2 separate regions of the Mus musculus genome follow, and region 2 is linked to region 1. A link is a contact called in public HiChIP or PLAC-seq data. All regions are on one chromosome and are shown on one strand. Each heading gives the region's core, a stretch centred on a gene start, on an enhancer-like site or on the middle of the called end of the contact. The rest is flanking DNA. Distances are from core to core; before and after follow the strand shown.

The links. HiChIP or PLAC-seq counts read pairs in DNA pulled down with a chosen protein or histone mark.
Region 2: a contact with region 1 is called in an HNF4G HiChIP or PLAC-seq map of pancreatic cancer cells. The contact joins two enhancer-like sites. A contact is called at or near these places in 1 of 484 Hi-C or Micro-C datasets (spermatogonial stem cells), 1 of 115 datasets of contacts at active chromatin or transcription factors (pancreatic cancer cells) and 1 of 9 other capture datasets (pancreatic islet).

What each region holds. Positions count from the first base shown.
Region 1 is chr4:129,009,510-129,015,133 of GRCm38.p6, forward strand. Ak2 (adenylate kinase 2) reads left to right here. Exons shown (of 7, transcript NM_016895.4): 7 at 1,054-2,020. The coding sequence ends at 1,058. Among named protein-coding and RNA genes, the nearest start is that of Ak2, 19 kb to the left of the region's middle. Within about 2 kb of position 2,157, at least 125 of the 459 cell types and tissues checked have an H3K27ac peak or open chromatin away from gene starts, as enhancers often do. A contact at or near this core is called in pancreatic cancer cells, where this site is marked.
Region 2 is chr4:129,253,737-129,259,360 of GRCm38.p6, forward strand. The region is part of intron 1 of Gm12976 (a long non-coding RNA gene); the gene reads left to right. It also overlaps a transcript of C77080 not described here. Among named protein-coding and RNA genes, the nearest start is that of C77080, 8.1 kb to the left of the region's middle. Within about 2 kb of position 2,830, at least 84 of the 459 cell types and tissues checked have an H3K27ac peak or open chromatin away from gene starts, as enhancers often do. A contact at or near this core is called in pancreatic cancer cells, where this site is marked.

The DNA.
Region 1 (5,624 bases), core at 907-3,406:
CCTTAGCTCCCATAATTATGAGTGTCCTATGGTCTGTGCTCTGTGCCTTTTGGTCTCTGGTTGCTTTGTAACAGATAAATTAGTGGGCTGCTGTGACGAGACCTCAAAGCCTTCAGCCTCTGGAAAAGCCATTAGAAAGTCAGTGATGTGGCCAGTAAATAATGCCGCCTGCCGCAGCATAACCTCCTACTGACTCTAAAGTGCTTGGTCCCCATCTGGCTGAGCTCTCCTACTGTCTGAATCTGTCAGAGGGCTTGTCTCCACATGGAAGCTCCTGGGTACGTGGCCCTCTGCTTCCCTTTTGGCCTCCAAGTGTCTGCTGCCACTGCCCTGCCTTGTTTCCCTGGCTTTAAGCTAATTCTGTCTGCTCTTAACCGAAACCCAGTCTGGCCTTGTGTGCTTCTGGAAAGCACATGACTGCTGGGAATGGACAGGGAGAGGAATGAAAGCAAAACTGTCATCTGGGCCTGCAGGAATGCATGCTCTTTCTCTGGAGGGGTGGCTCCGGGCAGGACTTGCTCTGGAGGGGTGGCCCTGGGCAGGACTTGCTCTGGAGCAGAGGGTTGGCTCTGTGCGGGACTTTCTCTGGAGGGGTGGCTCTGCATCCCACAGTTGACTTTTCCTGACCTAGAGCAGCTGGAAACGCTTGACCTCTAAGTCCAGGCCCCTGAGCAGTTGCTGATTGAATGTGACTGATCTCTGCACAGGCATTTGCCACCTGTCCATATACATATGTGTGTGTATATATGTGTATATACACATATATACACACACATATTACACACACACATGTGTGCACATATACCAAATGGCATGTGACATTTGGGCTTCAGGTAAGAGCTGGAAAACCTGCTCGCTGGTGGTGGTCAGGATTGTGTTTTTGCTTTAACTGCAGAGTTGTAGCCTCAGCAGGCCTGAGAGCTTTCAGAAAGCTGGCAGAGAATGTCCAGGATTTGATGCGTCTGGTTGCATGCCAGTCTTCCCTGATGTTTGTTTGTTTGTTTGTTTTTTAAAAAACCCATTTTGTTCTTTGTTGTTTCCTCTCTATTTCAGCCTAGTAACAGAAGGCCAGGCGAGACCGCACCCCTGCTCATCTCCCCGCCGTGGGATCCCTGCTCTTAGGTGCTGGGCAGAGGGAAGAGGGTGGTCATGGGAAGGAAGGATGGATGGATGGTGAGGGAGGTGGGGAGGGGCTCCTCGAGAGAAGATTGGAACAGTGGCAGTGTTATAATTAGTAAGGTTTTTTTTTTTTACACATAGATGAGAATTTTTAAAGTATAAGCAAGGGAAAAGATTAATTTAAAAAAAAAAAAAAACTGTGATTGGAGTGCATTGGTGCAGATAAGGAGACATGGTATTATTTTTAAGCAGTCAGCCTCTGCTTTTCTCTGGACCACAAAGCTAATGCTCTCTAAGAGACCTCAGCTTCTACATAAGAACCTCATGGATCCCCAGGCCCAGAGCACAGCAGTCAGGCTGGGCCTGTGCATCCCGTGCAGAGGAGGGGGCTGCTGACTGCCGGGGGCTCCCCACTCCATAAAGCGAGAAGACTGACCTGCGCGGATGGAAGAGACGGGGTGTGAGGTTATGGGTGCCGCTCAGCAGACCATCTCTCCTGGAATTGTGGGGAGCAAGGGGAAACAGATCCCACACTTAAGACTTCAGAGTTGCTTGCTCTAGTGACAAAGCCTTCAGCCACTCAGCACTCCCTAGTCTTAAAACCTTGCCTTCATTCATCCACGGGACCCTTTTAGATAACTGAACAAGGCCTAGGAGTGTAGCTCAGTGGCGTGTGTGTGCCTGGCTCTGTAAAGCCCCGGCTTCAGTCCTCTACAGGGAAGGGTTGGGGGAAAAGCTAAAATGTCTTAAGCTAAGTCATCCAAGGATTGTCCCCCTCACCTCCTGGGACTGGGATTGCCCGACAACACTGTGATGTATTTCTCAATGAGGTGCCTTTCATAACTGACCAAATGCTGCCATGTTTGGCCCCTGAGTCAATAAAATATGTTGAAAATTTGTATCCCTGTTGTGGAGTTTTTTGAGGAATTCTGGATTGACTACAAAACCAAAAAAAAAAAAAGATGTTGAACTCTGGCCCCGACTTTAAAGCTGGTTCTCATGGTTAGCTCGCTGTCCTGGGAAGTACACGTGTGCACGCCTAAGCACCCTTGCAGCTGTCGGCCTCTGTGGTGGATGACAAACCCCAGTGGTTAGTCAGTCACATACTTCGTTCCCGTCTCATCTGAAAAAGAGCCTTGGTGTTGCTGTCTTATGGCCTTAAAGTCTGTAAAAAAAAAAAAAAAAAACAAAAAAACCCAGCCCCTGGCTCAGTGCCTACCACAGCAGGCATCAGATAAACGTCGGGTCAGAACATACAGACAGCTATCTGCTTCCTGCTGGGCTGGATAATTAGGAACGGACAGCAGTCTGCAGCCTGGCAAGCCTGTGTGTGCTTCTATGAGTAAGTCACATCGCTGGCCACCTTCCCAGCGGCCGCTGTTTAGCACCCTTGGTTGCCTTTGTGTGTCCTGTTTGAAATCCGTTTACTTCCGAGCAAGAGTGGACCTCAGCCACTGGTGTAGACAGAAGCTTTTGCTCTTGGACAAGAGCCCTGCTAGTGAGGTTTCTCAGAAATGGCTGCTCTTCCCGAAACCAGAGTGAACACCACTGCTCTTCAGGCATCTTGTGACTCTGGCATATGAAGTTCTGTGCTCACTGAGCCAGCCCCGCTCCCCACCCTTGCTCCTTGTGCCCCACCTCTGGTGTTGCCTTGAGATGTCAGCAAGTCTGCTTTCTTCAGATTGTTGCATTCTTGGCTGTATGAATGTCTGAAAGTTTTTTGGCTTTTCTTGGTTGTCATGTACAACTAAGAATAAAATATCTGTCAGACCGAACTGGGAAATGGCGTGGCTAAAAAGGACAAACCGAGCAAAGACTATATGTACTGCCTTTGGTCTTAGTGACTTCATTGTATCAGGAGTGCTAAAGACAGACTGAGATGGAAATACCGCACAGGCCTCATCACCTGCTCAATTCCTGTCACCCTCACTGAGACGTTCTGCAGTGGACACCCCCGCTGCCTGCTTTACCGGTGAATAGTTCACAACAGGCCCAGTTGAAGTGCTCTCTCCAGCATGGGTTTGACCCTGTGACATTGCTGAAATGATCAGTGATGTGTGCAGCTGTGTACTAAGAAGGTCCTCCCAGCAAGAACTCTCTCTGTCCCTGCCAGTTGTAAAGACCAGGATTATGTGTCACCTCTTAGGATCTCATATGTACAGTGTACACCAGTACCAGAGCAGGACAAGGAGCAGCCTTAGAAGACCGGCTTGGCGCATCACATTTCAGGAGGAGCTCCTTCGCCATGTCTAGCCAGCCTTTCTTCCCCCTGGTGGAGAGTAAAATGGTCCCTGTCATCAGGTGTGCTCACAGGCTCACTACTTCTGCACCGGATGTCCTATGGGTCAGTGTGGCTAGCAAGGGACAAGGGAGTTCAGAGAAAGAGAAGACAGGCACTGGGGAAATCTTGCCTTCCTGGGCATCGGGAGCTGGGCTGAGGATTGTTTACCAGAAGGTCCCTTAGAAATCCCAAACCACTAAGATTGCATACACCGTTCTCTTTATTTGTATTTCCTTAACCCGTAATTTAATGCATAGAGAATGTGTGCTGTGTGGGAGGGTCTGTGTGGATTGTCCTCAGCCCTGCAAAGGTAAGTTCTGCTACCTCTCCAAGCCTTTGGAGAGGTAGCAGAACTTTGTGCGCCTTTGTGCGCTTGGAGAGTCACACCTCTGGGAACCAATAAAACCAGAGCCAGTCTGTGACGCCACACCCTCCCACCACTAAGCTAGCGGCTTTGGTGCTTGGCTAAGGATAGGCAAGAGGTTCTCAAACACTCCTAGTTCAGAAACCCGCTACTAGCCGTGAATGGGCCGAGGAATCCATGCAGGGAATGCATGCAACGGAGAAGGGCTGGGAGCCGTGCCTCTGCAGTTGAGACCTGGTCTATGTTACCGTTCTCTGTGGCTTCCTTGCTGTTGGCCCAGAGCTCTGGCCAGTTGGGTTTGTAGAGCTAAGACCACAGAGAGCCAGAGTGGGTGAGAGGAGTTGGTTTCTGTGCCTCTGGTTTGGAAGGTGTGTGCTGGCTGTCTCAGCTCTCATTGCAGCTCAGCCCTCTGTCTGGTGACACTGCATTATTCATTACCTCAGAGGAAGCACCATGCTGCCCCAACTGTGTGTGGTGGTGAGCATCCCTGTGGGAGGCTCCTGGGGGTGCCTACTCCTGGACAAGTGCCCTGGCAGAGTAGGTGGGAGTGACCTGATGGCCCAGGCCAGGTCTAGATCCTATGCAGATGACCCTCAGGCCTGAGGACAAGCAGGAAGGCGGACTGTACAGTGTTTAGAGCAGGCTGCTTAGTGCTTCTCACTTGGAGCTCCTTCCCACGGGACCCCAGTTCTCCAGCTCTGTAAAATCAGTCTGTGTATGAAAGGTTAACCTGGTGTGGTGTAGCACACCTAGAATTTCTGCACAAGGAAACGTCATCCTCCGCTGTCAAGTTTGAGGCCAGCCTGCGGTGTGGGAGATTAAATCCAAACAAATGAAAGATAAAGTCAGACATTTACTGATGAACCATAAATATTTTTTTTAGATGTATTTATTTATCATATGTAAGTACACTGTAGCTGTCTTCAGACACACCAGAAGAGGGCATCAGATCCCATTACAGATGGTTGTGAGCCACCATATGGGTGCTGGGATTTGAACTCAGGACCTCCAGAAGAGTAGTCAGTGCTCTTAACCACTGAGCCATCTCTCCAGCCCGAACCATTAGTATTTTAAAAACAGTTCTTCGGACTAATGAGAGAGCTCAGACAATATTGTGGAAGTTCTGAGGCTCCGAATTTCATTCACATCCATGCAAAAAGCTGGGCGTGATGTGCCATTGTGATCTCCGTGCTCCGAGGTAGGACAGGCAGATCTCAGGGGGCTCACTAGCTAGCCTGCCTTGCTTAGTTGGTGAACCCCAGGTCCCAGTGAGAGACAGGCTCACAAAGGGCGGTGGGAGCTGGAGGCACGGCTCTGCTATGTAGCCTTCTGGCAACTCCTGCTGCAGGTGGCTCAGACTGCCTATAACTGCAGCCCCCGGGTCTCCCTCACGCACCCACCCACACAGGCACAGTGCACATACTTGAAAAACTTTTTATTTTTTTAAAAAAGGTACTACTGAGAAACACCTGAGGCTGACCTTTAACCTTCACAAGTGTGTGTGTGTGTGTGTGTGTGTGTGTGTGTTCACAACACAAATAAAAAAAACTAAAATTAAAAACCATAATTTTACCATTTGTCCCAGATAGGCAAGTTTGTATATTCTTGGGTGGATGTGCTTTTCCTAGGCTGAGAAATCTTGGCTAGCTGGGCACTTGGGAGCAGAGGCAGGTGGATCTCTGAGTTTAAAGTCAGCCTGGTCTACAGAGTGAGTTCCAGGACAGCCAGGGCTATGTGGTGAGATCCTGTTTAAATAAGTAGGTAGGTAGGTAGGTAAATAGGTAGGTAGGTAGGTAGGTAGGTAGGTAGGTAGGTAGATTAGATAGATAGATAGATAGATAGATAGATAGATAGATAGAT
Region 2 (5,624 bases), core at 1,580-4,079, 240 kb after region 1:
CACATTTCTGATGGATAAAATCGGTTAAAAAATACTCTATATGAATCAATTTTATTTAGTAAATCAAAATGCTAGGGGTAGGGAGTTCGTTCTGGGAGTAAGGAGCCTCCTGTACAAGGATGCAGATCTGAGCCTGGATTCCCCAGAACCCACGTGAAGCCAGATACAGTGTAGAGAGTCTGGAAGCTACAAGAGAAAGGGCAATAGAGACAGGGGAATCCACAGAAGATCTTGAGCCAGACAGCCTTGGCAAAGATGCATTGGTGGAGAAGAGACCCTGCCTCAGACAAGGTAAAGGGCAAGGATGACACTTGAGGCTGTGCTTTGGCCTCCACAGAGGTGCCAGGGTACATATGTGCCTGCGCAACACACACACACACACACACACACACTTTAAAAAACCTAGACTTTCTAGCCTTGTCTGGGTGTAGTAACACATGCTTGTATCCTATCCTCAGGCCTTGAGAACAAAGGCAGGCAGCTCAGGAACCCAAGGCCAGCTGAATCAGAACCACCCTGTCGGGAAAGAGGAGAGACCACCTTATAATATCAGCTGGCCATACTGTGAGTCAGCAGGGGCAGCAATGGCATTTTAATGTCCTAAAGATCCCACACTCTATGAGTTATAGGTGGTAGTTACGGTTTTAAATGAGTGTCAGTATTTAATTTATCTCCGCAACAGTTTGTGTTAGCCAGTAATTAGGAAATGCTGAGTCTCCGAGACAAGCAGGAACAGTAGAAATGTCAGCTTTATTCTGGGTTCTGCCCAGAATCTTGTCATCTGACCAGCCAAGTTTAAAGCTGGGTGTGGTAACATAGGACTTGAATCTCTGTGAGTTCGGGGCCAGCCTGGTCTACAGAGCTAGTTCCAGGACAACCAGAACTACACAAAGAAACACTTTCTCAAAAAGAGAAAAGAGAGAGAGAGAGAGAGAGAGAGAGAGAGAGAGACCTGTTCTGAGGCTAAAAAGGCATGAGCCACCACACTCTGCAACTTGCTTTTTCAGAAGACCTTAATTTGATTCCCAGCATCCACATGGTGACTCATAACCATCTGTAACTCCAGTTCCAAGGAGCCAAACACTCTCTTCTGACCCTGACAGGGACCACAAAGCACACATTCCTTCACATACATAAAATATCTTTTTTTTTTTTTTGTACTGTTAAGAATATGCACCGGGCGTGGTGGCCCACACCTTTAATCCCAGCACTTGGGAGGCAGAGGCAGGCAGATTTTAGAGTTCGAGGTCAGCTTGGTCTACAGAGTGAGTTCCAGGACAGCCAGGGCTATACAGAGAAACCCTGTCTCGGAAAAAAAAAAAAAAAGAATATGCATCGTCCTCACAGGGACCAGAGCCAAACTGGATGCTTCACAACTGCCTGGAACTCTAGCTTCAGAAGGCTCCGATGCCCCTTCTGACCTCTGAGGTCACTGGCCTTAGTGCTCACATGCCACACACACACACAATTAAAGATAAAACATTTTATAAAATTTATCTTGAGCCTGTGACATGGGTGTTCTGCTGCTTGCACGTGTGTAACGCACCACATTCGTGCTCAGGAAAGTTGAAAGAAATGTTGGATGTTGTAGCTGTTCAGGGCATAGGCATAGGCAAGGGGATATCCTGGAGCTACAGTTACAGATGGCTGCAATTTACCGTGTGAATGCTAGGAACTGAACCTGGGTCTTCTGCAAGAGCAACAAGTGCTCTTAACTACTAAGCCATTTGTCCAGCCCCTAAAATTAAAAGATGTTTGTAAAGGAAGGAAGGAAGGGGATGGAGAGATGGCTCAGCAGTTGGGAGCACTGGCCGCTCTTCCATAGGTCCTAAGTTTGGTTCCCAGTGGCTGCATGGTGACTCACAACCATCTGTAATGGGTATCCTATGCCGTCTTCTGCTGTGTTAGGGGACAGTGACAGTGTACCCACATATATGAAATAAATATGGCCGGAGCAGGGCCAGAGCAAGTGGGGCCTGAAATAATAAAAAAAGTTTTTTAAAAAGGAAGTAAAACAGAAAGAAAAGGAAAAAAGAAAGGCGGGCTGGAGAGCGAGGTATTTTTTCTTTTCTTTTTTTTTTAAGATTTATTCGTTCATTTAATGTATATGAGTACACTGTAGCTGTCTTCAGACACACCAGAAGAAGACATTGGATCCCATTCTATAGATGGTTGTGAGCTATCATGTGGTTGCTGGGAATTGAACTCAGGACCTTTGGAAGAACAGTCGGTGCTCTTACCCACTGAGCCATCTCGCCAGCCCCCTTGATTTTATTTTATTTCTTCATATTTAGTGTTGAGGTGGAGGAGCACAGAGTGGAATGATAGATGACAACTTCGGGGAGTCAGTTGGTTCCCTCCTTCCTCTGTGGCTTCTTGTTTTGGAGCTCTGGCTCTCGGGCTTCAGAGCAAGCACCTTTACCTGCCAAGTCAATTTGGTGTCCTCCAAACAAACTGAGTGTGCACGTGTGTGTGTGTGTGTGTGTGTGTGTGTGTGTGTGTGTGTGTGGTCTCAAATGGTTGAATGAAACCAAGTGTCACAAAAGGAGCTTGTTGCCAACCTTGTTTTCAACACACACACACTCACACACTTACACACACACACACACACACACATCCAAATTGCTAATTGCTCGTGTCCTTAGCGTGGAGCTTGCCTTGTCTGGACATTTTTCCCTGCTGGAAGTGTCTGGATATGTCGGTGTGAGGGTGCAGCTCATGTACAGAAGCCTTCTCAACTCATCCTCCACTCACCCCCATCCCAGAGCTGGGCCCAACTAGGGCCCCATGAAACCACCAAACTGCCCAAGTTGGAAGGCAGAGGCGTGTTGCCATGGAGATAGGCTTTGTTTCCCCCAACTGTCTGACACTATCTGAGAAGCACACGAAGCTCAGGCAGATGGATGATGACCCGGCCTGGGAGAGCAGGGATTTCCTGAACTGCGGAGCAGACCGGCTTGGCTCTGCTCTCTGCTCTCCATGGACAGGGGTCAGCACTTTCGGACACAGGGCTGTGAGCAGCTGTCAGCTGGAAATGCTTCCTGTAGGGAGTGTGGGAGGAGCCCCTCTCTAGGTGTTTGCTGACACCACTCCACTGCTGGCCCTGTGCCCAAGGGCAAGGCTAGGAGGGCAACACCTCCACATGGCTTTCTCTAAGCTGGGCTATTGGGAGCAAAGATTCCTGCCCATCACCACAGGGAGAGAGATCAAGGAGGATACTCAGAGACCTCCTCAGCCTTCCATCTACAGTGAGACTTAGACAAACACAGTGGGAGATAAACACTGTGGGACACACCCACATACAAAGTGATTCAGACTGGCACATCCAGACACATGATATGCTAAGACAGACATCTAAACATGTGTAAACACAACAGAAACATTCTGAAACACTCGGATGCACACACACACACACACACACACACACACACACACACACACATTGCCAGCACACCCACTCCATCTACTGACACAGGCACTCCCAGATGACATAATCGCACACATCACATCCCCAGATGTATAGATATTCATTGATAAATCTTGAATACATACATTCACATGTTCAGTAGCCCATAAACATCACACAGAGACATTCATGGGCTGATTATACAAACACAGACACAAAGATGCAAACAGTTAACAAGTGAAAACTCAGGTCCAGGAAGGGAAGGAAAGGGCTAATCCTTAGTGAGCGAGCGCCAGTTTTTCAGCAGACAGCATGAAAGGATGTTTATCTGTCAGATCTTTTTAAAACTCTTCCAGCAAGCTGTGTGGTTGGTAGTCTCATCCCTATTTTATACAACTATGATTGTGTAAAACATCCAGACTTGGGCTACAGAGTAGAGAGCTTGCCTAGTGTAACGAAGAACAGAAAAAGGGAGGTGAAAGGAAGAGAGTGAGGGAGAAAAGGAAGGAAGGCAGAAGAAATGCCGAAGGGCTAAGAAGCTGACTTGAGGTAAAGCACTTGCTGCACAAGAGTGAAGACGTGAGTTCAAATCCCCAGCTCCCGTGTAAGAAAGCCAGGGAGCTGAAGAGATGGCTCAGCAGTTCAAAAATCTGACTGTTCTTCCAGAGGACCTGGGTTCAATTCCTAGCACACACATGGTAGGTTAAATTGTAACTCCGGTTCCAGGGGATCTGACACCCTCACACAGATGCACATGCAGGCAAAATACCAATGCACATAAAATAAAAATAAATCATTAAAAAGTTTTTGGTTGGAATGGAGAGATGGCTCAGAGGTTAAGAGCACTGACTAAAGCCGGGCATGGTGGCACCCGCCTTTAATCTAAGCACTCGGGAGGCAGATTTCTGAGTTCAAGGCCAGCCTGGTCTACAAAGTGAGTTCCAGGACAGCTAGGGTTATACAAAAAAACCCTGTCTGGAAAAACAAAATAAATAAATAAACAAACAAACAAGAGCATTGACTGTTCTTCCAAAGGTCCTGAGTTCAAATCTCAGCAACTACATGGTGGCCCACAACCATCCGTAATGAGATCAGATTCCCTTTTCTGGTGTGTCTGAAGCTACAGTGTACTTACATAAAATAAATAAACATATTTTTAATTTAATTTTATTTATTATTATTATTATTATTATTATTATTTTGGTTTTTTTGAGACAGGGTTTCTCTGAATAGCCCTGGCTGTCCTGGAACTTACTCTATAGGCCAGACTGGCCTCGAACTCAGAAATTTGCCTGCCTCTGCCTCCCAAGTGCTAGGATTAAAAGCATGTGCCACCACTGCCTGGCAATAAATCTTTAAAAAAATAAAAATAAACAAACAAAAACAAAAAGTTTTTGATTTTGTTTTAAAGTCAAGGCCCAGAGGTGTTCCTGTAATCCTAGTGTTAGGGATAAGAGGTAGGTGGTGGGACTCTCTAGCCAGCCAATTCATCTACTCTGTGACCAGTTTGTCCTGTAGGTTCAGTGATAGATCATATATGTGTCCAAAAACACAGTGGAGAGGAGAGCAATTGAAGAAGACACCAACATTGGCCTCTGGCCTCAACATGCATAGGCACATGTACCATACCTGAACACACGTGCCTACAACACACACACACACACTGCAGAATTAAAGATGGCTAACTTTAGAAATGCTTCTTTGATACAGTTGCCCACTGCAGCCTGTCCACTATTAGTGTTACCAGGCAGTTTCTATTCACAGCCTTCCCCTGTACACCCTCCTTACCACGTAAAGATACATGCAAATCTGAACGTATTGCACAAAACTTGACTCAGAGAGGATGAGAAACTTGACCAAGGTTAGTTAGTGAGTAGTAGAATCAGGGTTTGGATTTATCTGGATCTGGTTCACTTCAAAATGCTGTTTCTGCTGCCTCAGCCAGCAGCCAGCCACAGAGATACAAATGCACAGAGGGGAGGGGATGCAGGCCTGCAGGGCCATGGGGAGGGAGGGGCAAAATCTCTGAGCTGGAAAGGAAGCTCCCTACAGCCTCCCAGTCTGCAGGATCCCTCTGAGGCCTGGAGCCCTGGATCTGATCCCTCGGGAGGGTTCTTTTGGCCAGTGCCATTGTCCCTTCCTGTCCATTCCTATTAAGCAGTGACGCATCCCCCGGAAGGGAATCTTTGAATCACACTGCCTTGTAGGTGCGCAGCAT